Regions from separate parts of the Mus musculus genome. Here regions 1, 2 and 4 are each linked to region 3. The links are chromatin contacts, called in public promoter capture Hi-C maps. All regions are on one chromosome and are shown on one strand. The core of a region is the stretch at or near the end of the contact, and the rest is flanking DNA. Distances in the headings are between cores, read along the strand shown. Region 1 holds the start of A1cf (APOBEC1 complementation factor). Region 2 holds the start of Hectd2 (HECT domain E3 ubiquitin protein ligase 2). Region 3 holds the start of Fas (Fas (TNF receptor superfamily member 6)). Region 4 holds the start of Ppp1r3c (protein phosphatase 1, regulatory subunit 3C).

Region 1 (6,857 bases), core at 3,504-6,003, 2.4 Mb after region 3:
GTGTATGGGTATGAGTGTGGATGTGTAAATGCCAGAGGAGAAATTTGGATAGTTAGTACTTGCTTTTCATTATGCATTCTGGGAATTGAACTTGGGGTTCCGGCTTACATAGTGATTGCTTTTACCTGCTGAGCTATCTTTCTGGCCCTGAAATACATTTATAAAGTAGAATATTCCATGGTAACAAAGTACAAGGGTAAGGAATTCCCATACTCAGACCTAGTGTTCTTTAAATCAATAGAGCATCCCAACTAATAGTTATTTCCTAATTATTGAAGGAAGTAAAGTCATTACTACCAAATTGAAAAATAGGATTTTATAGACTTGTAATTGAGTTTGCTTATTTAGACAGTCAGTCTGGTTAAATTGTTGTATGGTAATTCTCATTAGACATATTATTTACTGACACAGAGCACTCTGCAAGTATAGGGAATTATCATAACTTTATGACTATGTCCTCTCAGTATCACTAGAAAACAATCCCCAGTAGAACAAGCAAGCCTGGAACATGTTCACATGATTGTGAACACTGGTACACGTAAAATTTCCTCCACAAAGCCATAAAGAAAACACTTTGCTTAGATATATTTCAAAATGTCAAAATAGACAGTTGCATATGTCAGCATAGTTTAGTGAAGACAAAACAATAGCGAATATACATGGACATCTGAATTTGTAGGTTCTCTACCCATAGATTCAGCCAACCACAGATTAAAAATATTTGGAGGATGGAGCTAGAAAACTGACTCAACAGTTAGAGCACTGACTATTCTTCCAGAGGCCCTGAGTTCAATTCCCCATCTTGAGTTCAATTCTCAGCAACCACATAGCGGGTCACAACATGCTCTCTTCTGTTGTGTCTGAAGACAGCTACAATGTACTGATATACATAAAATTCATAAACAATTCTTTAAAAAAACCTAAAATTATTTGAAAGAAATACATCTGTCTTGAACATAAACAGGCATTTATCTTGAATAAGATATAAACAATTCAGCATGAAAGTCTTTAATAGTGTTTACAATGTGCAAGGGACAGGAAGTAGCCCCGAGCGAACTAAGAGTATTTAAAAGAATGTGCAAGCATTGTGTGTACACACTGCACTTTTTTCTATAGGAGACTTGAATATATGAGAATTTGGGTACCATAGAGGTCCTGGGCCCAATCCCCAAACCAATTATCAGTGTGTGACTATATTTTAGTCTTTTATTTGGAGTCATCAGAAATATTCAACACAAAACTTTGGTTGTATTAAATTAAAATGATCAGCCCTAAATTTATTCAAGTAATGCCATATGGTCTGAGTCGGTTGTATTTATATATTTAAGAATATCTATCTATCTATCTATCTATCTATCTATCTATCTATCTATCTATCTATCTATCTATCTATTTCTCTCTATCTATCTATCTATCTATCTATCTATCTATCTATCTATCTATCTATCTATCTCTATCTGTCTGTCTGTCTGTCTATCATCTATCTATCTATCTATCTATCTATCTATCTATCTATCTATCTATCTATCATCTTCCCACCCTACACACTCACACACACACACACACACACACACACACACACACATATATACAGGTCATATATTTGAGTAAGAGCAATGGGAGGAACTTGGGAAGGATCGAGAGGAGGAAAGGGAAGGGAAAAATGACGAAATTTGAAAAATAAAATTCTAAATAATCTTAAAAGCCATAGCCTGTTTGGAATAGGGTTGATGGCTTAAAATGATAAATCATCTTTCCTGATCCATTTGGCAGTAAATATTTGTTAATGATAACTGACTAGATTTGCAGTCTTAAGCTAAGGGACAGATGGGTTTTGATGTTGAATATGCATGGTCACCTCTAGAGTGAGGCTTCTCTTCCAACTGCCTTTCCTGAGGAAGTTTGGACTGTTGGAGTTGCACTTGAGAGAAACCTAGTTACTGTGTCCATGGATAAGATAAAGCAGTGTTTATCCTCTGTCGATCAATACTGTCTTGTTTGAACTTTCTGAGTCGTGTACAGGCACATGTGGTAATGAAAGCCATTGGGCAATAGTACCCAAAGTATTACCCAGCATTCTAAAGGGATACCAGAGTTTTTTGATAGCTACTGAAATAGTTTTTAAACCATCTGTCTGTGTAATAAAGTTAACATGTACAGTGTCAGAATGTCAGAGTGTGAAACTATAGATGTCAATACAGACATGTTGAATTTTTAGTAGCAGCTTTGAGAAAGTCTCTAAAATGAAATTTATCCTGTTTGTAGTTTTGTGTGTGTGTGTGTGTGTGTGTGTGTGTGTATGTGTACAGGTTCCAAAGAAGTGCGGTGGCTTTTGTAAATAATGAGTTTCTTTATTTATATAGTTTTCTATTTTAATGGAATTGTTTTGAGAAAGCTAGTGGGTGGTAAGTTTAAGTTTTTCTGAAAAAAAAATGTTATTAATGGGACCATGGTAGAAGAGGTCAACTGGTTCCTAAGCACCAGTGCTCTACTTAATAATATTTATAATGTCCTGTAGGCACATCACACATCCATTTCACATCCGAGGAATCTGAGATCTCAGGAACTCAAGTAATGTGCACAGCTTCACAGGCCAGGGAGGTCTGGGGTAACTGTTCCAGCCTGATTATGTCTGTAAAAGAGTATGGCACTCTTTCTGGGATTAATTTTAAAGCCTTTAATCTAAGCATGGCTTTGTGGAGGATTGTGAAAGAATGTGATTTCTTGGAAGGTTTGGCTGAGATCAATCCAAATGTGGAGATTTCCATTGATCTGCGCATTGCAAATAGGCATGGGCTGCAAAAATATTTTACTCTTAGCCTGTAGCCTAACGAGTAAAATTTTGGAGAGATGCTGATAGACAAATGCTCCTGGAGGAAGAAGTTCTCTCTAAAGGAAGGTTAGGAAACTGCATTACTTGTTCTTTTGGCTAGTCCCAATGATAAACACCCATGTACACAGAGTGAATCCTAGTGACAGGGTACAGAGCACCCATGTGCTCTGCAAGTAGACCGCCTGACTGCGTAACCTGGCTATGTCACTTGCCTTTAACATCAAGTCTGTTAAATAATTTGTCTGAGCCTCAATCTAATAACAGTATGATATATAGTAGTATAGTATAATGATAGTATTAGCCTCATACGGGTATTCTAAGAATAACATGAATTTAAACTTAGAACATGTGCTTAGAAATGTGCTTGGTAATCTAACACTTAACAATGATTACTGTTACACTGAAGAGCACCCAGATGGTAAGATGGCCTGCTCTCTGTTGTCTTACTCAGCTCATTTGATTGACTGTTGGAGACGCATGTTTGTGACTCCCTATGCTCCTCAAGTGCAGTAGAGGTAATGTTGATATTGAAACATCACAGGTTAACTTGTCTAGTTAAAATGGCTACCCAAGATTTTGGATCCATTATGGTGTTCTGTGAGTGTCACTTAAAACAATCTGTTTGTAGCCAACTGTATTTTATCTTTCCCCTATATTTAATCCATAGTAAATTGGAGCATCAAGCTGTATGCACTTTCTTAAGCTGAGAAGTACCACTATTATTCCAGAAAACATGGTCTTAAAAATAAACCAGGTGTGTCTACTTCTCTGTGTCAGCCAGGGAACTCCTGATTGTTTGGACAGGTAAGTGACTTCCCTTTTATCTCCAGATTCCATTCCCTGACAGTACATGCTGCTGCCTTTTACTTTAGTGTTTCAAGCTAGACCAACTCAATTTGATTCTCCTAAATTACAACTCGAGTGGGAATTTACTAATATTTGGCTTACAAAACGTTAATCTCCTAGGATGCACAAATGATTTCTCAGTTTTCATGGAGACTTCCATCCGTACCTTGCACTAGTACAGAAATGTGTTTCATGGGGCTGCTTGATGGCTTGCTTTATTTATAGTGAACCAACACTGGCTCTTCAGGCAGAGAGTTGAGGTTTCTTATAGGACAGAAAATGCCCTGATCTATTTCCCACTTTAGAGCCATTGTATTTTGGCTCTTAGTTATCTTTTAGGTGCGAGAAAAATGATATTGCAAAAATACATGTGCTGTGCTGGTTGCTTAGTCTGTGAAAGCAATCTAATAAATAGACACTTCAGGGTTGATATTTAACACACTCAAAACACACACTTTTCCATAATGTTTTCTTTCCTTGCTAGACTCAAAAGAAAGTAGCTTAGGATATTATTTTTGGTTAGCAGGCTAATAGCAGAAGAAATAGCAAGAATTTATCCTGATTTTTTTTTATAATGTAGTAGCACACAGAAGTTAATTGAATAGGTGGTGTCTAAAGTATTAGAGGATACACAGAACTCAGAAGGCTGTGGGAGATGTGAAACTATGTCTTAATCACATTTCTGTTGTCGGGTCCTAGAGATCAGGACAGACAGTGAAACACAGCTCTCCCCAACAGCTAGCTGGAGGTTAGGTTTGCAGCACATGGGCTCCACTTGTGAACCCACGGATGACTCCACTTCCCACAAGTTGTGGAAGCATACCCACTCAAGAAGTATACCATGAAATTTATCCCCGCTCAGTCTAAGACACTGTTTAGCTTTCCGGTTGGTTTCATTCCCAAACGACGACAATTCTCTGCATTAGGCTCAGAGATAGTTAAGAGCACAAGTTGTTTTCATGCAATCTACCAGACACTACAACCCAGAATTGAAACAGAAAATACAAACAAAAAGCATGGGCCATACCTGAGCAATTTCTGAGGTTCCCCACCCGGAAAAGGTTCCTTGATTATGGCGAATTCAGCATGCCACTTTGGTTATATTCTAATCATCGTATCAAACTCCAAAGGTTCAGTGGCTGTAGGTTTGGTTTACAATTCCCGGGAGTTAAAGTTTAACTCACCCTGTCTCTTGCATCCACGCAGCCCTTTGACCAGGTAATTGGGTCACTATGGCCTGAACAGAAGCTCCAAAACTGTCTTCCTGCCTTGTTTACAAAATGGAAATGTATTTCGTATTACAACCACCGGGGTCAATAAGATTTTGAATCTAGATTATGAACATAAATGTTAAAGTTAAATTCATTCCATTTTAGATAACTAAGCTTCGCTTTACATTGTCACCCTGTTTATTTGCTATGTCGAAGTGATATACTAGGGAAGGTAATCTGGGAGACCCTGTTGTTGTGCCACACAGTCTTCTATTGCGATTGTGCATGGAGTAAACTGTAGAGTTTTAGGTCAAGTATGTAGATAAACGCTGGTTTTCCAACAGAAAATACAAAAAGCATTTATATAACCAAGTAGCTGAATTCAGGCCAGATCAGGTTGGGAAAACATTTCACTTCGTAGGATTTGCTTGTTCAGATTTGAAGAGGGAGCTTGCTCTTATGTAAGAGCCAGTGCTGTTGTTCATTGCTTGAAATCTCAGCAGTTGCTGTGCTTCTTAAAGAATAGATGACTTGTATTTTATAAAAATGTAAACTCTATCATTAAATTATGCAGCATGAGCACCAGTCTAAATAATAAACCTAAAAGGATTTTAAAAATCTGTTTATAAGATAAAAAGAACAAACCCCCTTACTTTTGAGTGATTTTTCTTTTTCTTTTCCTTTTCCTATTTTATTTTTTACATTCAAGGCTTGCAAAACACAGGCTGTAAAACTGGAATTAAGGAATACATTTCATTGGCTTCAGGTCAAGTAAGAAGAGCTTAATTTCCCAGAAGCCAACTTTGGTCACTTTTATCTGTAGCAAAATGTGAATGATCAAGGGATGCCACCATTGATGAGTTTTTTTTTTTTTTTGATTAGAGAGGAGATTAAAGATCTATTTATTGCAGTTGTCATTCTGCCTACAGCTTTACTCTTCATTGATTTACATTTCTTTCCAGTGAGTACACACCTGTCCTAACAAAAGCACCTCTAGAATTATTGATTTGCCCTGGAATTGTGCTTATGGAGAGTCAGCTAGGGCTACCAGTCACTGTTTCTCACATACGGACATTCAAAACTAAATGTCTCTACTTATTTCTTCTAGGGAATGGAACTGTTCACCAGAAACCTTGTTAGTTTTCCTAAGAGAAGCTCAACCAAGGCTTGTCTGGCTTCCCAGTGAGTGAGGAATTATTTGAGTCTGATCCTACAAAGAATTGTTGATATTGAGAGGCTGAAGGTCCTGGCAGCAGAGGGTCCTGATTGTGTGGTAGGTGGCTGGACTGTGGTAAGTGATATATATATATATGAAAGCAGGACCCTTTAGGTAGTTGGTGGAGACAGAAAAACATAACACACACACACGCACACACGCACACACACACAGGGAGAGAGAGAGAGAGAGAGAGAGAGAGAGAGAGAGAGAGAGAGAGAGAGAGAGAGGAGATAGATGATAGAAAGACAGACAGACAGGAAGAAAGAAAGAAAGAGAGAAAGGTAGATAGGTAGATAGAATTCTTCCTTCCTTCCTTCCTTCCTTCCTTCCTTCCTTCCTTCCTTCCTTCCTTCCTTCTTTCTTTCTTTCTTTCTTTCTTTCTTTCTTTCATATTTATTTTATTTATATGAGTACACTGTAGATGTCTTCAGACACACCAGACGAGGGCATCAGATCCTATTACAGATGGTTGTGAGCCACCATGAGGTTGCTGAGAATTGAACTCAGGACCTCTGGAAGAGCAGCCAGTGCTCTTAACTGCTGAGCCCTCTCTCCAGCCTGATAGGAATATTTCTTAACAACCTCCCTTTCGGTTCAAACTATCCCAAGTTTAAAGTGCTTCCTTTGGCTAACTCACGGAGTGGCACAGCTGAGCAGGGTAGGGAACGGTTTACTTCCTGACTGTCCACTGACTGCCTCTACCCAGCATCTCTGCCCAAGACACAGCACTAGAAAAAGATCCAAATTT
Region 2 (7,160 bases), core at 660-3,159, 2.3 Mb before region 3:
TTATTACATGTGGTAATACTTAAAAGGATTACTTTCTTAAAATCTGAAAAACTTGAAATTACTAAGACCTATGTGCTTCAGATAACAAATGTTAGACTTCCAGCCACACTGTATCAGCTTCTGTTAAGTTCCAAACCTTTCTTTCAGTTCCACTGAAATTATATGTAAATAATATTGATAAATAATAGACATTATTTGCTATATATAATATATTCTTCACTATATATAAATAATTTGGGGAAAGGTACTTGCTGTTAGACACTAAACTCATAACATTGCTTCTAAAAGCAGATGTTACATTTTCCCTCTTAATAACCACCTTAGGAAAAAACTGCCAAAGCATGGGGTGACAACCAACACCAGGTCACATGTATATGTGACCTCCATACACATATACCCATACTCACACGTATACACACACTAGACACATACCCAGACTTGAAACAAACAAACTACATTGGCATTAAGAAGTCCTACATAAAAAGCTGTGAAAACCCTGTGCACCAACAGACTACAATATGAATGACAAATTGCTTCAAAGCATCTCCCAAGGTAATTCCTAACTACAGCTGCAATTTACCAATCAGTTGTAGTTATCCTTTTAAAATGTGTGTCATTGCTGTCCAAATCTGCTGTGCTGACTTATGATAAAAGAGTTGTCTTTAACAATTTCCAGTTATTACAGGCTTCAGACATTTTTGAAAAACCTACCAAATCATAACATTATTCTGATACTAATACTTTATAAAGAAGAGTGAGCTATTTTAGTAAGTTCCTAGTCATTTAGGAGGGCGGCTTCTAGAAACTAATTGCAAGTAGAAATTTTTTTAAATGTATAATATTCCCCAAACTTTTACTATTTTGTCACGTACAGATGCGTTGACAAGTCATAATCTTTAAATACTTGAAAGCAAACTTGCCCAAAGTATTTAAATACTATGTCAAATAAAAATGTCAAAACCAGAAGTTAATCATAAAGCAACCAGACTCCCAACCACTAAGTACAAACAGGGGGAAGGGAGAGAGGGGATGATGTCCCATGACATCATTTGGCAGTATGGAGTTTGAAGGCTGAGAGCGCCTTCCAAATTAACCCTTGCAAAATCCAGCTGGGAAATTACCACGCTTATTAAGCTTGGATAGCCGAGTTTTAAAAGAAGAAAAAGCCTCGCTCCTTCAAATCACACGTCAGTACCGTATGAAAAAAATAAAAGCATCCAGGGAGGCAACTGCCTCCCACTACCCGGATAGCAACGGAAAGGTCAGAATTAGGAGGAAACTCCTCTCTGAGACTGTTCAACCCGAGGGGAGAAAGGACCGCAAAAGCGAAGGGAAGCGCTGCCTTGGCGCCCACAGGCAGGTTCTCCCACTCAGGGAAAACCTCCCTGACGCCCAACTGGCACCCATGCTCATCCAACAGAGGATGCCGACCCTCAGCAGAAAGTCGGGAGCCAGACCCCCCGAAAACAAGCAAACACCCAGCATCAGGCAGCGGACCCCACTCCCCGAGCGTGGAAGGCGCGGTTCCCAAGTGATGGCCGTTGCCCTCGAGGCGCAACTTCCCTGTTGTCCCCTCTCCAGGCCGCCTTCAACCCACCGCCCAGGGCGCCCCCCGGCCCCCGCCGCACCTACCGCGGCTGCGCCGGCCGTCACGATGGGCGGCAGCTTCTCGCGCTCCGGTTCTTTCCCCTTCCTCTCCTCCGGGGCGGCCGCGGCTACCGCCGGCGGCGCTCCGGGCGAGAGATCCCGAGCCGCCTCACTCATGTCTGGCCGGGCGGCTGAGGCGCGAGGCGGTGGCGGCGGCGGCAGCGGCGGCCGGACTGCAGCCGGGGCGGGCGCTGCTGCTGCTGCCGCGGCCGCGAGAGGGCTCCTTCCAACCGCCGCCGCCGCGCCGCCCCCGCCCCCGCGCGCGCCCGCGGCCCGTCGCGCGCCCGCGCGTGTGCGCGCGCCCCCGGGCTGGCCGCCAGGCTCCGCCGCCCACCCCCTGCGTGCGCCCGGCTCGCGCCCTCGGCCGCGCTCCGCTCCCGCGGGTCCGCCGGCCGGGGCTCAGACCGCGGCCCCGCGTCACGCGCGGGGACCGCTGAGGAGACGGCGCGGGGCGGGAGCTGGGGGGCGCCTGGTCGCCATGTTGGTCGCGGGCTGTGGTGGGAGGGCGACAGGCCTTGTAAAGGCTGTGACACGGATTCTAACCCTGGCTTTCCCTTCACCTGGAGTGGCAGGTGAGCCGGGGACCTTTGACCCAGCTGGTGGCCTTTGACCTTTAAACTCGCGCTCAGGAAGCGGACTCGGGGTCATGTCTGCCCCCTGATCTTTCCTCCAGTGCCTCCAGCGCCGGGGAGACTGGGAGACCGCTCACCTGAGCATCCTTATGACTAACTCTTTCCCCGTGTCCTCTCCTGGCCTCATCCTACGGGAGAAGCGCTTAGGGTCGGGAGAGGACAATGCGACACCGTGCTCCCCTCCCACACACACTCCAGGGCAGGACGGCCAGGCCACACTTTCCATTTCTGAGCCGCGGTCCCTCATGACTGCCAAGTCCGCCTCTCCCTTCCGTGCCCACGCGCCTACATTTTGCTCTCCCCGCCCCCCGCCGTCCTTCGTTCCCTCTAATCCCTTGTCCCCTTCCGTTTATAAGTTACAGATGGACAGATCCAAACTGCTGAGTAATCCATAATAAACCTCGTAATAAATTCTGGGTAAGAACGTTTAAAAAATTACTTTAAATCGTCATGTTAAAATATCCCCACCTCCACCACCCGACGACGACTTAGACAATTTCCTTTCTCCTCGCCCCCTCCTTTTCCTTTTATCAGTCTGCTGGAATGGCAGAGACACCTGCTGATGGAGGAGAAGGGAGAGAGGAAGTATTCACTGTACCACTTACTAAAAATAGAGAATTTCTCGACATTGAGGTCTTGGGATTTTTAGTTGAGACTTCGTTATTTTATTCATGGTGAAGTGAATTTTCTAATCCAAGAATACTCAGCTCCAAATACAAGAAGCAAGAATATCTCTGAAACAAATTCAGAGGGGATTTGGTGACTGTCATTTTATATAATTCAGAGTCCGCAGAACTAAATAAATAGTTACAGTTCTTCCTGGCATGAGGTTGTTTTTCAAGCCCAGAATTTGTAGCAAGCAATAAAGTGAATCGGATAGTGCCTACTGTATTACTTTGGAAATTATAAAGTTTGCTTCTATTTCTAGGAAGTATTTGTAGTTTTAATATAATTGCTGTCACCATCGTTTCTCTATTAATAACAAAAGGTGTACAATAAGTAGAATAAAGTAGCCAGGTATTTCATAATCTTTAGAGCCAAATGACACAGGCACTACTTTGCAACACCCTTTTCTGTCTCCTTTTTCTTGAATTTTTGTTTTTAGACCTCTCTTCTTAAATCTCCGGACTATCTCATAGACATCTGTTTTCTTTTAGCAGGCCAGCATGCTGAAAACTGGTAACAAACATTGTAAAACCAACCTTTCATTTTAAATACGATTCAAGATGTACCATGCTACTGTGTCTAGACTGGTAGAATAAATTCTGAAATGATGGTGGGTTATCTCTCCTATTGTCTACAACCAAATTTAGTAATTTGCTATTAAAATACTTGGATCAGAAACGAGTTGGATCGCATGCCTTATGCTTTCACTTTTCATGTGTGAGACAAAATAAAAGTGTGTCTGTACATCTAGTCACATTCAATAGAACAAAAATATTTAGATATTGGCAAAAAAACTGGCAAGTCAGAAGTGTTCATTTCTACTGCTCCAGACGAGATAAGGCAATGGAAACAAGCCCATTGGTTTATTCTGCTGGGAGCTCTATATAGGAAAGATAAGCATCATGATGAATTTGTTTCCACTTCCTACTAAATACATGATTCATAATGTACCACTTAAAGTCTCTTTCATACAAGCCCCGGGTAAGGACTGGGAGGTAGATGGGGGTGCTCTTGGTAAGCTAGAATGATAACTCTGGCAGAACTTGTAAGGCAACTGTCACGAAAAACTTTTTGTGTGTACCTACTGGATCTGGGGGTTGAGGGGAGTCAGACAGAGCTCTGGCTGCTATGCATAAAGATGTGCTGAAGACGCTTTTCAGTGACACCAAATGTAATGGTCAAGTGTGGGGACCTTTCTAAGTCCAGATGCAACTGGACTTGATCAATCAGGTTTTTCATCTGATTTAGGAAGGCAAAAGACCTAAAGGGGAACGGGGTGGCATGGGGCAATGAAATGGGATTTAGAGAGATTATATCCAAAGAGGAATGAATGGCAAAGATAAGAGTTGGAAGGCAATGGAAAGTCTAGCTGACAGAGCACCCCTTTAATTACACACAGTAATAATAGTGTACTGAACAACAGCAAAATTGGTTCTGAAAGAGCATTTAAGAATGGTTCCTAACCAATCATTATGATCATGTGGTCTATTTTAAATGTGTGCTTCAGACTTACTTTTAAGGTTCTATCACATTAATTTATCGCTTGATGTGCCATGTTGCACATGTGGAGGTCAGAAGGCAGCATGAGGCAGTTCTCTCATTCTGTTGTCTGAGTCCCTGAGGATGGAGCTCAGATGTGAAGCTGGGCAGCCAGCTCCTTAATCTAGTGAGCTATCTCATCAGCCTTGCGACACACTTTTTAAGGAAAGCGTCTTTTTCATATTCCAATTGAGTATTGGTCCTGAAGTAGTGAAGTCAATAAATATACTTCTTTTAACCGTGTTTGGCATACTTCCTTGGGTACAATGATTGTAACTTTTTGGAGAAAAATGCATCCAATCTGTTGCATTACAGAAGAAAGTGGAACACACTGGCCGTCAAAATGAAGCAAACACGCAGTTGTAGACAATAGGTTCTATTCAACTAGAGATGTTCTCTAAGACCCTGTTCACGACTTCTGTTTTTCACATACACAAAGATAGAGCATTTCTTACTTATTTTTATTAAAAACAAAAGCCAAAACTGTACCCAGATACTGTTTACACCTATACAACTCTTTCTTTAGAAGCTTCTAATGGTGGGATTATCATGAAAGAAAAATAAAAGAATGTGACATTTGGGGTGAAGGGTAAGAAGATGGAGAGGACCTGGGAGGAGTAGAAGCAGGGGAAAGAATATGACTAAAATATGTTATATAAAAAACGTATAATACAAATGTACGAAACAGACATCTATGGTAATAGAGAGTGGAACAGTGATGACTTAGGGGTAGAGGTCAGAGGATGCAGGGATGGAAAGGACAGAGTTGGAAGAGTGACAAAGCCATGTTCATAGTAGAAGACGGATTGACTTGCAACGGCCATATTCACTTCTGTGTGTGTGGGACCTTTATGTGAGCTGTATGATATGGAAATACGTTTCAAATGTATAAAACTGTTTAGAAAGACTGTAGTGCAGCAAATCAGAACAAAGAGAGGATGGAGTTTTGAAAAAAAAAGTATGCACTGTTGCATAGATCTAAGACTGAGGAATGTGGCGGTGATCGTCAAAATGCTGCAGTGATCGTCAAGTTTGGCACCTTAAAGCTGGATGCTCCTTGTCATGGACTCCTCAATGGTCCTTGTCATGGACTCCTCAATGCCCTTAATATCTTAAAGATTATGCTTTGTCTGCCTTAGGTCTTACCTTCAGTTTCTTACCTACTCTAATTGCCACCAGAATGACCTCTTAAAAAATATATAATTCTTTGCTGGTCCTTTGTTTAAAAATACTTCAATAGCCTTTCAGAGCCTTTACAATAAAAATCCAAACCCCCTGCTCTGGCATTCACCTGAATTCTTTGAAAAAAAAAAAGGGGATTTTCAGAATGCCCTAATTAGAGTCACTTTTTTTTTCTTCCTGCTTCCAGAACATATTGTACATATTTACTTGGCATTCACAGACCACATTGCGTCTTTGTTATTTGTTCCACAATAAATCCATGGAGAAGAGGGAAAGCGCCATGTCTAATTGCTCCTTGAATCCCCACCTGCAGGGAGCATACTATCTGGAGTGTGCTGTTGAAGTAACTCAATAAGCTCATATTAACGAAGCAAGATGTTTTTGTAACGAGGCTTGTAAAGGCACTCTGATACTATTCCCAAAGAAGAATTAGAAAAATACTCTGCATGATAGGTTACACTCATGTAGAGGATTTGACCCTAGTATTGCTACTATTTAATTTTAAATTGTATCAATTCATTTTGGAAACAAGTCTTGCTTCATAACCCAAGCTGCTCCAGAACTCACTCTGAAGATCAACCTGGTTATCAAACTTATGTTAATTTCCCTGTCTCTTGTTTCCCAAACACTGTAATAATAGGTATACACCACCCTGGTCTTGCTTCTTAAGCATCCCAATGGTAAGAACAAGGCTATCAAAAGAACTTTCCATAATGCTGGAAATGGCCCATATCTATACTGCTCCATGGAGCAACTACTAAGTTGGTTTCATATCTGAATAATTATGTGTGACTGGTGGTTCTAGGATGAGATCTCAATTACGAAAGAGTTCCTCCAAGTTAGTGGGCCTTGTCTAAACGGCTCCATGTTTAACCATATTCTTCCAAGTGTAGGCAAGCCAACCTTCATCAAAGGAGTGGAGACAGATCTAAAGGCTCTGACAAGTCCCAAGAAGCTAAATTACTCCTCCACTTTTGGGATGTCTTTTAAGATGTGTACTGTTTTCACAGGAGTGTGCATTTATGGCTAAAGCAAATTACATTTGACCATGTCTTACATTTGCTAATTCTTTGGAGAAATGATCTAAACTAAAAATATTAACAGCGGAAAATGTTGAGATGGTTGTGCCTGTTCTCAAGTTGATTTTGGTTACTTTCCTCATGCATGTGTATGTATGTGTACACGTGTGTACATGTGTGTACACATATTACAAATACTTAGTAGAGGGTTCTCCTTGAATACAGCATGTATTATTCTAATTGTCTTACCAGTATTTATCTGTATATATTGATCACTTCTAAATCTTAAACCTAATTTTACACTTGTTTTTTTTTTTTTTACTTGCAAGGGATAAAAACAACTATAAAATAATAAACGACAAATCAGAAGCACCCTGTACAGAGTGTGCCTATTTATAATTCTTTTGAGTTTAAAGAAATAAATACTCTAATGAAGGGTTAAATGGGGGGGGGGGGTCTGCTTCTGCTCTGCCAT
Region 3 (7,143 bases), core at 563-3,062:
GAAGAACAATATGGATCTAGGGTAGGGATGGAGGTCAGTAAATCAGGTTGTGGAAAAGAATCGCTAGGAAAAAAAAACCCTTCAAGATGACATGTTTGTACATGCCCTGCCAAGCAAACAGTCTCTGCACCATGTTGTCAGATTATCTGGTTTGCTTGTATTAAGGATTTGACTAAATGTGCCTCCTCTGATCCATTGGAAAGTCATTTCCCTTACCTCTGGCAGATGGGACATAGGAGACTACCTGTAGTGCCTATTAACCAGCACATCAAAGCACATACTTGGACCACAAGTGCCTGTTGCACATTTCAAAGTGCATGCTAGCATCCTAGTCCTGCTCACTGCCACCCCTACTCAAGCTCCCTCCAGCTCCTGGGCTTCCCATCCACTAGCGACTCATTTAACCTAAAAACCTGCTCTGCTCTTCTCACTCTGTTCTCTCACCTCGGCGCCTGCTTCTCTCGCTCGGTTTTCTCTATTCTCTAGCCTCTGCTCCATCTCTCTCTCTCTCTCTCTCTCTCTCTCTCTCTCTCTCTCTCTCTCTCTCTCTCTCTCTCAGATAGCCCTGGTCGAGTCTGCTGGCCATGTTCAGTTTACTTCTTTCTCTCTATGTTCTGGGCTCTTCCAGATGCCTCTGGCCATTTTCTCTTTTATATCCACAATAAAAACCTTTCTCTTAACCATACCATGGGGCAGTAGTGTGTGTGTGTGTGTGTGTGTGTGTGTGTGTGTGTGTATGTACATGCCCCTTGGAGTTAGATCTCAACTGAAGCCCGGCACTGTCATTTGCTAGCTGTGTGACCTCTGTTAAATGCTTAAGCTCTCGGAACCTCTTTTAACCTTGTAAAAGTAAGGAGAGGTTGTCTTCCTCCCTTCTACCACTGCTGTGAAAACCGATTTGAGATCCTTGTGCCCGGCAAATTTTTAGGGACCTGATAAAGCAATCTTTCTAAATTCAGAACTGGATTGAACCTCGGAGGGTCGAATCCCTCGGACTGGCATTTATTAACAGGCATTTCTGAAGAGACCGAATGCTGGAGAGTTCTTACTTCTGTGCCTGCAGCAGACAAGGAGGAGCTGGGACTCAGAGCCCTAGGGTTACTGGGACAAATCTGCTGTGAGAGTGCCAGCAGAAAGAGGGTAACAGAAGAAACAGTACAAACAATATAAAAATATCCACCAGTTCAGCCATCCACAATTTGACAGCTCAATTCCCGGAAGGGAAGGTTTTTTTTGTTTCCCGTGTTGTTACAGGAGAGTAAACAAATCTTCGCAGACAAAGTTACTTTGAGAAATTTTATGATCTAATGCTTGGCTTGTAAATACAGCCCAGAGTAACTCACTTCCCGGTTGAGCGAACTGTCAGAAGTGTCAAATGCCAGGGAGCCTCGGAGCGAACTTTTCTAGTGCCCTAAAGTGGCACTAGAAAAGTGTCTGGGCAAGTCTATAAGCCAGAGTCCCTCTCCAGCCATACTAAAGCGATCGATCCAAGAGCTGGCCAGCACCAAGCTCTGACCGTCGCCCCCGCCCCCCGCCCCGACCCAAACTTTTTCCAGAAAAACGCTGGACTTGGGCTTCAGCCCTGAGCACTTAGCCAAGAGCGAAAGCAGCTCCCCTGCGTTTCTAAACATCTGGACCGGTGGCACCCAATGCCAGCCACATCTGGAATCTCATGTGGTGGTCCCCAGTATGCAGCGTCCCACATCCCAGGCGTCCCAAAGCTTACCAGAGGCAGGACAGCCCAGATCCACAGCATGTCTGCAGCAAGGGAAAACAGCGGGCGGCCTGTGTGGGCAGCCTGCGGCCCCACCCACCAGCTCTAGACTGCCTGTGGGTATGTACTTTGCCTAGGCCCGCCCCCTGGCACGCACAAACCGCTTCGCTCCTATTCAGGTCTTCCCAGAAATCGCTTTGAACACGTGTATGTCACTTTTTTTCTTTTGAGGGACCAAACACAATCTTCGTAAAGCCCCAAGGGTTGCGAGAAAGTTCTGCTGGTCTCCCGGGGAAACCCACTGACTCACCACTGCACAGGCGGCCTGAGCGGGGTGGGGGTGGGGGGCGGGGGAGGAGGGGGCCCAAGCAGGGCTTGATTGCATAAATGGGCATTCCCCATCCTGGGCGCTTCCACAGTCACACCCTCAGGTCAAGTGAGATTTTTTTTTCTGCCTGCTGCTCACCCTGGAAGGAATTCTGAACTCTGTATTGAATTGGACTTTGGCTGATTGCTGGAGACAAAGACCATTTTGCCTTCACTTTCAATATTTTGTCAGTGACAGGTCTGCTGGGGCTTCTGGGGCCTCTGAATGGTAATTACCACAGAGGAGGTACACACCCTAGGATTCTGATGAGGGAGGTCCCTCCACAGAGCTCATATATGATACATGAAGTGACAATCACCACAGCAGAGGTAGAGATAATAGGCTTTGGGATCCTGATGAGGGGAATGTCCCTGGCTTCGTTTCCCAAATGGAGAATGAAGGTAAATGACTATGACAAATAACACAGCAGTTAACTCAGGGACCAAGCCAGAATCTTTAGAACCACGGGGGTTAGATATAGAGTAAGGGACTAGGGGAGGGGACAGAAAGATCTTATTAAGGAAGAGGAATAAAATAGGTAGTTATGATGGGAAGATCAAGTGGGGGAGGGGAAAGGAAGACGATGAATGGGAATACAGGGAGAGACAGCTAAAATTAAAGGGCATTTGAGAGGTATGGAAACCTAGCAGAGTCTTCCTAAAGTATAAGCATACATGAAGGTGATCTATAGCCAAATAATGGGGGGAGACAGAGCCACAAGTGAACATCTCTTGTCATCAAATGAAGTTTTCCTTTCCTGGATGGGGTTGCATCTAATTGAATCGTTGGCCAAAAAGAGTTGCATGGGAGTCCCCAAACAATGCAGCCTGTTGCCAAGACTATAGATTGCTCCCCACAAACTGAGACCCACACAACTCATTGAATATAGAGAAGTTGAGAGCAAGAAGAAAGTGCCTACATAGAGCCTTCATCCCTACATGCCAACATCTTTGGTACTGGAAGATATTCTGCATGCTACTAAAGGAGAAAGGTAAACCTCACCTCTACCCCAAAGCCTTTGATCTATGATGGTGTCCTGCTAGAGAGATGAGCTAGTGCATATAGTGGCACAAAGTTTGTGGGAGCAACCCATCAATACTGGATTTGACTTTAGCCCCACTCCACAAGATAGAACATAAACCTGACGCTACCCAAGAACCTGAGACTAGATAGCCCAGGGACCTAGGGAAAAAAACAAATATGTATGTTATAAAAACAAACAAACAACACATACATTATAATAAAATAACTCCTAATACGGAGATCCACAGCCAAATATTATTCAGAGAGAGAAAGATACTGGAACACTCAGCCCTAAATGAGATGTCTCCATCAAATCCCTCCCCTCAGTGCTCAGGGAACCCCAAGAGGAGGAGGCAGGAAGAGTCTGAGACCCAGAGGGGATGGACAAGACCAAGAAAACAAGGCCTTCCAAGTCAACAAGATCAAAGCTCACATGACCTCACAGAGACTGGGGCAGCATGTGCAGGCCTGCATGGGTCTGCAACAGGTCCTTTGCATATGCATTTATGTCTTCAAATTTAGTGTTTTTAAGGGATCCCTGAGTGTGCACATGAGCTTGTCTCTGTTTTGTGTGCCAGCTCTTGGGCTTCTTTTTCTTCTGTTTGTTTCATCCAATTGCGGTGTGTTAGTTCTGTTTCTTTTTGTATTATTCCTTAGAAGCCAGTTTGTTTTTGAGCAAGACAGAAAGGGAATATCTGGATAGGATGGAAGGTAGAAAAGAGCTGGGGTGAAAAGAGTTAGGGGACCATAGTCAGGATATAAATCTATCAAAAAGAGAAGTCTATTTTCAGTAAAAGGGAAAACCCTCACCTGCTGTGTTAGACATTATTACTTCCTCCTTTTGTTACGGATTATTTCCTGACCAATTTTCGTTAAAAAAAATTCTTATACTTCTTTACTGCTAGTTAATGAATGCATCTCAAAGTCACTTTTGTTTTGGAAAAGTAGGTAGCACTTTAGTGTCGTGCGAACATTCTAGAGCAGTGGTACTCACCCTCGCTAATGCTGGACCCTCTAATACAGTTCATGCTATGGCAACGCTCAACTATGATGCTATCTCGTTGCTACATCCCAACTGTAACTTTGCTGCCGTTGTGAATCGTAATGTGAATATCTGCTATGCAGGGTATCTGATATGTGAGCTCTACGGTGGTCCAGCCCTGTAGGTTAAAAACCGCTTGTTCACCGAGAAGGTAAGTAAGTTTGTTCAAGGTCAGCACCAAGAGTTTCCTGTTCATGAAGCAGTTTCTGGACTCCACCTCTATGGGTCAGAAGGTCTGCAAAATCCACTGATCGCTCGCTCAGCTTCTGTTTCTACTTCTTTTCCTCCCTGGAGGATCTATCTAATTAAGAATATACAAATACACACACACACACAGAATGGAGAGAGAGAGAGAGAGAGAGAGAGAGAGAGAGAGAGAGAGAGAGAGAGAGTGGGGGGACATCCTGCAGCATTGTCTTCTGCAGGTGTTTTTAAAAGTGCTCTGAATCTAGATTGTCACCCTCCTTCCTCTCCTTCCTGTAGGCGTTCTGTTCATTCTGTTTGGCAGCTGTCACTAAACTTATACCCACCCCACCCCCACCCTACCCCTCCCCCACCCCCCTTTGCTTCATCTTCCTGTAGGTTGTTGCTGCCATGAAGAAGCCTCAGGCTGTGCCCCTAATACAACTATTCTAAAATTGAAAGGAAAGGAAGAACAATTTGAAATGAAAAGTTCCATGCAAAAGGAAAGGAAGAAAAAAGAAGAGAAGAGAAGAGAAGAGAAGAGAAGAGAAGAGAAGAGAAAGGGGGAAGGAGGAGAAAGAGGGGGGAGTTGGGGGTGTGTGGAGCATAAGCTCTAGGTAAAATCAACAGCTCTTGAGTATAAACTTGAGTCAGCAACTTCACTGAATCATAAAATTCATTCTTTGTACCTTTTAACTTGGCAGGGTGAGGGATTATTTAAAGGCACTTAACAGGAAATGCAGACAGCCTGAATTCATCATCCAGACCTACACCAGAAAGTGAAAGCCAACTCTTAAAGGGTGTCTTCTGACCTCCACAGCTTTTAACTATGCCACACACTATACATACACACACAATAATCATAAAACAAAAAAAAATGCTTAGAGTATCCTAATCTGTGATTTCTCATAGTCTGTAATATGCTAACATATACTGTATCATCTAAGCGGAGGTGAGTACACATGCCGTACCCTGAAGTTCTTTCTGATGGAACCTTTGGAGGAATATCTATTGAGTGAGTAAACCTTGTTGACACTCTGAGGAGGCCACTTTGGGTATTTTCACTGGTTAGTTTTTGTCAGCTTGACACAAACACAGTAACCTGGCAAGAGGGACTCTCGGCCGAGGAGTTGCTTCCATCAGATAGCCTGTGGGCATTTTATGGATTGCTGATTGGCATGGGAGGGTGAGCGGTGCCACCCCTAGGCAAGTGGCTGTGAGTTGTATAACACAGTAAGCTAAGCAAGCCAAGGAGAGCAAGGAGGTGAGCAGTGGTTTTTCCTGGCTTCTGCTCCGGGTTCTTGCCCTGACTTTTCTCAGTGATGGATGGTGACCTGGGAGTTGTTATAGATAAGATGAAATAAACTCTTTCCTCCCTAAATCGCTTTGGATAAATGTTTTATCACAATGACAGAAGGCAAATTAAGGCAGTAAGTATTTCTATAGGTTATTTTTATCCTAACAATACATTTTGAAAAGTTATCATCCTTTCAAGTGCAATAAACGAAACCAAACCCAAATGGTGTATGTGTGTGCAAATGTGCATCCATGAATGTCATGTAGTGTCATTCTATTACTGTCTGCCTTATTCCTTTGAGACAGGTTCTGTCATTGAACCTGGAGCTTGATGTTCTGTCACCTAACCTGCCTTGGTGGCCCAGAAAGTCTGAGAAATCCTCTTATCTCTGTCCCCAGACAGATCTGGAGTTACAAGAGGAGGCCATGCCTGGCTTTTTCAGTGGTTGCTGGGGATCTGAACTCGAGCAGTCATGCTTGCACACCGAGCAATCTTTCCCACTGAGCTTGCTCCTCAGCTCTTAGAAATGTGTTCTTTTATATAGCTCCAGGCATGCCACTGGAGGTGAGGAGTGCTCTGGATAGTCATCCTGGCTTACTCAAACCAAACCATGCGAGTTAAAGTATCCTTCTACTGTACACAGATAGCACGGCTTTCTGGATAGATTGCATACTATTCACATACATAAGTGACTGTAAAAACTTAATAGGTAGAAACATTTTAACTTTTCACTACAGACAATATTTCTATTCTTTCCTTAATGGAGCTAATATTTTAAAATATTGCTGCCAGCCAAACTGCTTTAACTAAATAGCAATAAGTTGATTTAATAGTCTCCAACTGTAGAGGACATCCATGACTTTTATTTAACCCTACATCTTTTCTCCTCCTTCCTAGTAATGAGACTTCCAGGATGGGTCTAGAAAAACTGCTCAACCCCTCTGTCCTTGACTATCTGATAAGAGTGTTGTTTTTTTTTAAAGATTTATTTATTTATTTATTTATTTATTTATTTATTTATTTATTTTATGTATGTGAATACACTAAAGCTGTCTTCAGACACACCAGAAGACGGTGTCGGATCCCATTACAGATGGTTGTGAGCCACCATGTGGTTGCTGGGAATTGAACTCAGGACCTCTGGAAGAGCAGTCAATGCTCTTAACTGCTGCTCCATCTCTCTAGCCCCCATGAGTGGCTCTTTTAAGTCAGTGCTTTCCAGGGGACGAGAAACAGGATCACTAGAATAGAGGATAAATGGATGGCTGGAGAAGTGATACAGAGATGATACATCTTCTGGAATTGGTTCACATGATTGCCTAGTGTGATGTGCCTAGAACCTATAGTGCATATTGACCAGATAGAGACTCATGAAAGGGTTGTAGTTCAAATCCAAAGGCTGGTAGGACTCCTCCCTTTCTCAATCATAGTCAGGCTTTTTCATGAGTTTCTTGGAGGACACCTAGTCACATTGTTAAGGGCCATAATTTTACAAAAAGCCTGTGGATTTAGTTTGA
Region 4 (6,490 bases), core at 2,700-5,199, 2.4 Mb before region 3:
GGGAGTTGTCCTGCAGCACATCTGTTGGAACATCTGTGGGAAATGTTCGTGGGACATTTACATCTACATGTATACTCTTACACACGTGCACAAACGTGAACATGTACACACACATACATATCACACACATGTGTGAAAATGCTTATGTACACAGGAAGAAAGAAAGTAACAAAGAAAGAAAGAAAAAGAAAATGAGTTGGTAACTGGGGGACCCCAGGGTGAATTTCCCACAAAAGGAGTCCAGCCTCCAGGTGAGATACTGAGCAAATGCTTGGACAACCCCACTGTGTAAACCACACAGCCAGCAGCCCCTCATCTGTGGGGTACTTTTTGAGCCTAAAATAAAAGAAATATCTAGAATAGTCTCAAGGGTAAAGGGCTATGGCTTATGACTCCAGGTAACCTCAAGCATGATGCTGGACACCATGCACCAATTAACGAGCCCTGGTTGATAGATTTATTATGGGAAGACGAGTAAGACAAAGCAACGTTTGAGTGCTGCCAAGCCACACTTGGATAGAGCCCACAAACAATAAAATTCTTCATAACTTCTGGTTTAGTCCATCTTCATTGACGCAACACCCAAGGAAAAAACACTGATTCCTTTCCAGTACCTTCAATCCTGTAATGAAAGGCAGTAAAAACCAGCTAGGAGCCTGAAGGAGAGGCTTGGACTATTAAGCTTACAGGTTACCTTGACTTCTTGTAGGAAAGAATACTGTTTTCTGTTTAAAAAGTCCTCTTGAAGTTGAAATAGAAATCTGTTTTGGCAGCATTAATCAACACCAGGGGGCAGGAGCGTAAGCAGAGTCAATACAGCTTTTCTAGGACGGTGGTGGGGCTGGGATGGGGAGGGGTGGGGGCAGCCTGAGAACATTTAAAAAGCTTCCAACGTGGTTCTTGGCACCCAGCTAAGAGTCTCTCTGAATTACTTGAATCTGAAAGCTTGAAAACCTTTTCAAATTTATTTGTTAATTACAGAAGCCTTCTGTGTTCATTGTGTGTGTGTGTGTGTGTGTGGAACCCAAAAAACCAAACCAAAACGAACCAAAACAACAACAACAACAATCTCCAAAAACCACGAAGAAGCAAAACAAAAACATTTTACCACGAGTACTGTCACCATCCCCTAGTAAGCACTAACATTTTGGTGAAGAATATTCTAGAGCCTGTCCCTGCATATCTTTCCCTCCTAAGTAGAATCAAACTGCATTGTTCTTACAGTGTGCTGTTTCATAGCTTTAGCTGGTAATAGTCACCCTTTATCTCAGCATATACGGTTTGCGTAGAGAAAAGGCCTATCCAAGATTCTAGTTTTGGCTCTGACCTAACCAGCCCTTGGCTACCAGCTCTGCTTCCTCCTCGGGGTTTAGATTTATCAACTGTGAAACACAAAGTGTTTGAAGCCAACAATACACAAGGCGCCTCCTGTCTTTATCCTTGTAACTGACCATTAATGAAAGGAAGCCAGAATGGGGCAGACGGCAGTTATCCTGCATGCAGGTTCTGATCCCAGAGAGCCACAACTCTACTTGGAAGGTCCCGGCCAGGTTTCTTGATCTCCTAATGGTTTTCCTTTATCTAAGATGGTATTTATGACAGGCAGTTCCATGTAGGATGCTGTAAGTATTTAACAGATGACATGGTGCGCATGCTTGGCCCATGATAAGACTCAATGAGCCATGCATGGTGGTGACTGCTGCTTCTCTCAGGTACTAACTTTGCTGAGGTGAGAGTAGAAATGAGCACAGGAGGATCGAGTATTGAACTGAGCTCTAACGTGGGATGTTGCTGATACACACAAGTTTATTCCTCAAAGCAAATTTACCATCTCCATATTGCACAACAGGAATCTGAGGCTAGAACTTGCCTGGGTTCAGGTGAGGATTAAAACCCTAAACATTGGCCTTTCACGTGGTCTTGGCCATCTTGAGAGGGGCGTTAGTTCTGCTGTTGGTCAGGTGCTTTATTCAGAAGTAAAGCCCAAGAGAGAGAGAGGGAGAGAGAGGGATGGTCCAGCGGCTAAGAGCACTTGTTACCCTTGGTAGAGGACCAGGGTTTGGTTCCCAGCACCCACGTGGTGGCTTACAACCAATGACAGGGTATCCAGTGCCCACCTCTGACCTCTGAGGGCACTACATGTATGTGGTATGCATACATACAGAGGGGTAAAAAACACTCATATGTCTAATATAAAAATAAATCTTTAAAAAGTCCAATTATCAAGTTTCTTCCTCTGTGATGTTCAGTAGACGTTTCTTTAAAAAAATATTTATTTTAGTTTTACTTTGTGTTGGTTATGTGCACATGTGTGCAGGTCCTGCAAAAGCCAGAGGAGGGCGGTAGAGCCCCTGAAGCTGGAGTTCCAGGCTGTGTATGAGCGCCTGAGCTGGGTGGTACGACCTGCTCTCTGGTCTGTGGAAAGAAGAGCAAGGGACTCCTACCCTCTGAGCCGTTCTCCAGCCCCATAGCATGGTTCTTATTCTTTACTCCATTGTAACAATTCTTGAGTCTGACAGTTACATGACAGAGGAATTTTTTGCACATTCTAATTGGCTTCTAGATAGCCAAGCAGAGCTAGGTCATGGACTTTGTAAAAATAATCAGTATTCATACGCATAGAACAACAAGTAGGGGGAAAAAGGGCCATGAATTTGAAAGAGACCAAGGAACGTAGGAATGTTCGGAGGGAGGAAAGGAAAGGGGGAAGAACAAAAAACAAAAGAAGAAAACAATTTTATATTTGATTAACAGATATGCCTCCCCCCGCCCCTGCGCGTGCGCGCGCCTTGCTCTCTCTCCCCCCAACAGGGTTTCTCTGTGTAACTACTGAAACTCATCCTGTAGATCAGGCTGGCTTCGAACTCACAGAGATCCTCCAGACTCTTGCCTTCAGAGTGCTGGGATTAAAGGCATGCACCACCACACCCGGTCGAACTTTTTAGTTTTTAAAAGTCCAATTATCAAGTTTTTTCCTCTGTGATGTTCAGTAGACGTTTCTTTAAAAAATATTTATTTTAGTTTTGCTTTGTGTTGGTTATGTGCACAGAAGAAAAGAAAGAAATCTCAGCGAAAGCCGCTGGGTGGGTAGGGCATGAAATCAACTGTGATTTTGACCTCTGCCTAAGGATGTCATAACTCAGTCTAGGGATTTGGGCTGTCTGCTGCAATTGGTGACAATGAGCAAGGACAGTAACTTCATGTTGGCCTATAGTTCTCTCTCCCAAGCAGAGAACTGAATAGGTCAGCACATAGTCTCCATTTGCTTATTCAGAGGCAGAGTCTCGCTAGGCTGTACAGACTGGCCCTCTCTGCCTCTGTCTTCAGAGGGAAACACACACACACACACACACACACACACACACACACACGGCCACTTCGTTTCATGGGCTCACGTGTTTTCTTAACATTTGAGTGGCTGTGTGACTTTATTTGTGGAGGAAGAAGAGCCAGCCAACTTCTCTTTGCTTGGGCCAAGGTGCTTGGACACAAAGCAAGGAGCATCACAAGCATTTCAAATAACACAGACACCGGGCGGAGCCACAACTTTCTGAGCTCAGATTCAACTCTGCACAGACCTACGCGTTTCCATAGAAGACCCCGCCAGGCTCGCACAAGCTGCAGAAGGCCAGCTGCGAGCCGTGAGCTACGTGCTGCACGCCAGGCTCCGGGAACACGGCTGGATCCCGCTGGCCCAGGGCTCAGGGACTCTACGGCCGCCTTCCAGCACGCTCTGGTCACATCCAGCCCCGCGGTGATCACGTTCCAGGGGCAGGGGCTCGTGCCCCAGCTGCACAGTGGTTGGTCAGGGCGCACGGCCTTTGATTGGTCGGAGGGACCGGTTCACGTGATCTGGCTTTGATAAGCTGCCTCCCGGTTGCCTGCGGTCAGTCGGCCGGCTGGACCGCGGCGCTGCATCCTCTTAAGTACTGAGTGCGAAGTTGCTCAGGGTGCGGTTGTCGCGGTCGCCGCTGCCTCTCGGTCCAATGAGCTGCACCAGGTAGGTTCAGTGCAACTCTGCGCCCGAATGGAGGGGAGCCTGCAGCTGCGGGGACTTTGGGGGCTTTTGTGGTTTTGTCTTCTCTGCAGATGGGAGACTCCCAGGTTGATGGCTGAGTTGAATCGTCCCGGAGGCTTTGAAGGGATGGAATTTGAGTTGTATTTCTTAGCGCCTGTTTTGGGAATCTACATCTCACAGTAGAAACTGCCTTAGTGAGTCAGTTTTAGCTGGGATTCCTTTGCTGAAGTGACTCTGTTGCCTTTGAGCTCAAAGACCCAAACACTTGGGTGCAGCTTAGTTTTATTGATGAGGTAGTTTAGCCTGTGGCAAAAGGTAGAGGATTTTGCATTTCTTCTTTCCCCACTTCCCCTCTCCTGGTTTGTCATAGAAAATGCAGTCTTAGAGTTTGAGCAAGCTATTATTTTTAACTCTTGGCCAGGACTTAGAATTCCAGGGAAATAGCCCACTACTAAAACTTTCTATAAATGCAGGAGTAAAAAAGGAAAAAAACCAAAAAAACTAAAACAAAAAGAAAAACAAGAACAGCTCAACCAATAAAAAACGAACAACAGCTCCATCAACCAGGCAACCAAGACCATCTCACGAAATGTTGCATCTCCAGTTGTAACTTAGTCCAAGAATTCTCCCTCCCCAAATCCTGCCTCTTAATGGTTGTGAGACAAATAGACTTTGAGGTTTTGTTGCTGGAAGTTTGTAATCCTCTCAGAAAAACCCTAGAGCTATTAAAGTGAGTTCAGTATACATTCTTTACAGGCCACTTTGTGATGATGACCATATACAGGGTGCTGTGCTTAGCACTGGTATGAAGAGAATTCTTCAAGCCAGACTATATTTATGATCAAAATATGTTATATACATATATAAACTGTTAAAGAATAAATAATTAATAAAGCCCCAGACTCCAAAATGGCACCTACTGTATTTCATGTTTCTTTGATTTATAAGGCTGACATTGGAGAGGAAAAACCTAATTCTGTAAGTGTGGAATTATAGTGTGGTTCAAGGGAAAGAAAGGCCAGAAAAGTCTTGATGGATGGTTCTTTGTTTGATGCAAACTATTGTTATTGCCTTCCTACTTGTAAATAGGACCTGCTCAACAACAGGAAACATCATAGAAGCCCAAACCAGTAGATGCTATAATTCCATCAGTCAAAGATAATGAACATCTTAGTGTTTTCCTTTGTAGTTTTCAGTATTTATAAATTCATATATCTTCAGTGTATTTTAAAACAGCTCATTTTCTGGTTATCAGTTTTTAAAACTACTTTATGTTGTGTATATATAATGTACACTGCAGGCTACAAGACAGAGCTATAGTAAAGTGGTTATTACTGGTCAGAATGAACAAGTCTGTTATCCCTGCAGGTAGCTATTCCCTTTATAGTTGGACCTGTCATGGGCATCTTTCTATATGAACTGTAGATTGTTTAAAGTTTTTCCTTTAGTCTGTGAGATGTTGGCTGGTGTTGCAGTTGGTCATTTGTGAAAAAATGAGGATGACTGTGATAAAATGAAAAAGTCATTCTTTCTTTTAACAAGCGTCACCTACTGTCACTCTAAGGACAGCATGACATTTTAAGAATTGCTTCATTTATTGTTTCCCAAGTGGATTACTTCTCCTGAGAAGTAAAACCGGTTCGAGAGCCAAAATAGGAAACAGCAGCCAGAGGGAGCGAGAGGCTGGGACTGTGATAATGGAAGAAGCTGTCTGGCCAATGGACTCTTTTGGGGGAAGCTTTAAGAACATATTTACCTTTCTGGCTCCATGCCATGAAGCTCTACTGTAGTGGTTTTAAGTCCCCGGAATCTGAATTTTTTTTTTCTAAAGGAAAGAAACTTCTCAGGTCTTGTTGATCTGACAGGTTTAAGAACCACTGGCCCAGAACAGAGTACATAATTCCAAGAGCTGTGTCAGACTTGTTCAGATAGAGCCCTCTTGTTTCTCAGATGGAGAAACTGAATCCTCTCTGAGTGTTTCAGGCAGTTTACACATGGGCCCAGCAGCCTGCCAAGCACAGAGCTAGACTGTAGATCTCATCACCCCAGTGCTCTCCTTTTCTCCACGTGATAGCACCTCTCTGCACTGGAGTACTAGTGTGTGTGCATTTGGGACCAGGGGAAGACGACTCCAGACCTCGGTGATTACCACTGTTTTTTTTTTTTTTTTCTCATTCCAGAATGATCCATGTGCTAGATCCACGTCCTTTGACAAGTTCCGTCATGCCCGTGGACATGGCCATGAGGATTTGCTTGGCTCATTCACCACCTCTGAAGAGTTTCCTGGGTCCTTACAATGGTTTTCAACGAAGAAATTTTGTGAATAAATTGAAACCTTTGAAACCATGTCTCAGTGTCAAGCAGGAAGCCAAATCGCAGAGTGAGTGGAAGAGCCCACACAACCAAGCCAAGAAGCGGGTCGTGTTTGCGGACTCCAAGGGGCTGTCACTCACTGCTATCCATGTCTTCTCC

The links. Promoter capture Hi-C pulls out the DNA fragments that hold promoters and counts their contacts.
Region 1: a promoter capture Hi-C map of liver shows a contact between it and region 3, with 5 times the contacts expected there. A contact is called at or near these places in 2 of 39 promoter capture datasets (liver and pre-B cells).
Region 2: a promoter capture Hi-C map of liver shows a contact between it and region 3, with 4 times the contacts expected there. A contact is called at or near these places in 2 of 39 promoter capture datasets (both in liver).
Region 4: a contact with region 3 is called in a promoter capture Hi-C map of liver, with 6 times the contacts expected there. A contact is called at or near these places in 2 of 39 promoter capture datasets (hippocampal neurons and liver).

Annotation. Positions count from the first base shown.
Region 1 is chr19:31,866,709-31,873,565 of GRCm38.p6, reverse strand. A1cf (APOBEC1 complementation factor) reads right to left here and starts at 4,753. Exons shown (of 12, transcript NM_001081074.2): 1 at 4,707-4,753.
Region 2 is chr19:36,549,388-36,556,547 of GRCm38.p6, reverse strand. It overlaps Hectd2 (HECT domain E3 ubiquitin protein ligase 2), which reads right to left and starts at 1,909. Exons shown (of 21, transcript NM_172637.3): 1 at 1,633-1,909. The coding sequence starts at 1,764. It overlaps Gm41838 (a long non-coding RNA gene), which reads left to right and starts at 2,509. Exons shown (of 2, transcript XR_877830.3): 1 at 2,509-2,696; 2 at 2,814-3,623.
Region 3 is chr19:34,285,328-34,292,470 of GRCm38.p6, reverse strand. It overlaps Fas (Fas (TNF receptor superfamily member 6)), which reads right to left and starts at 1,812. Exons shown (of 9, transcript NM_007987.2): 1 at 1,727-1,812. The coding sequence starts at 1,756.
Region 4 is chr19:36,734,063-36,740,552 of GRCm38.p6, reverse strand. It overlaps Ppp1r3c (protein phosphatase 1, regulatory subunit 3C), which reads left to right and starts at 3,949. Exons shown (of 2, transcript NM_016854.2): 1 at 3,949-4,000; 2 at 6,199-6,490. The coding sequence starts at 3,987.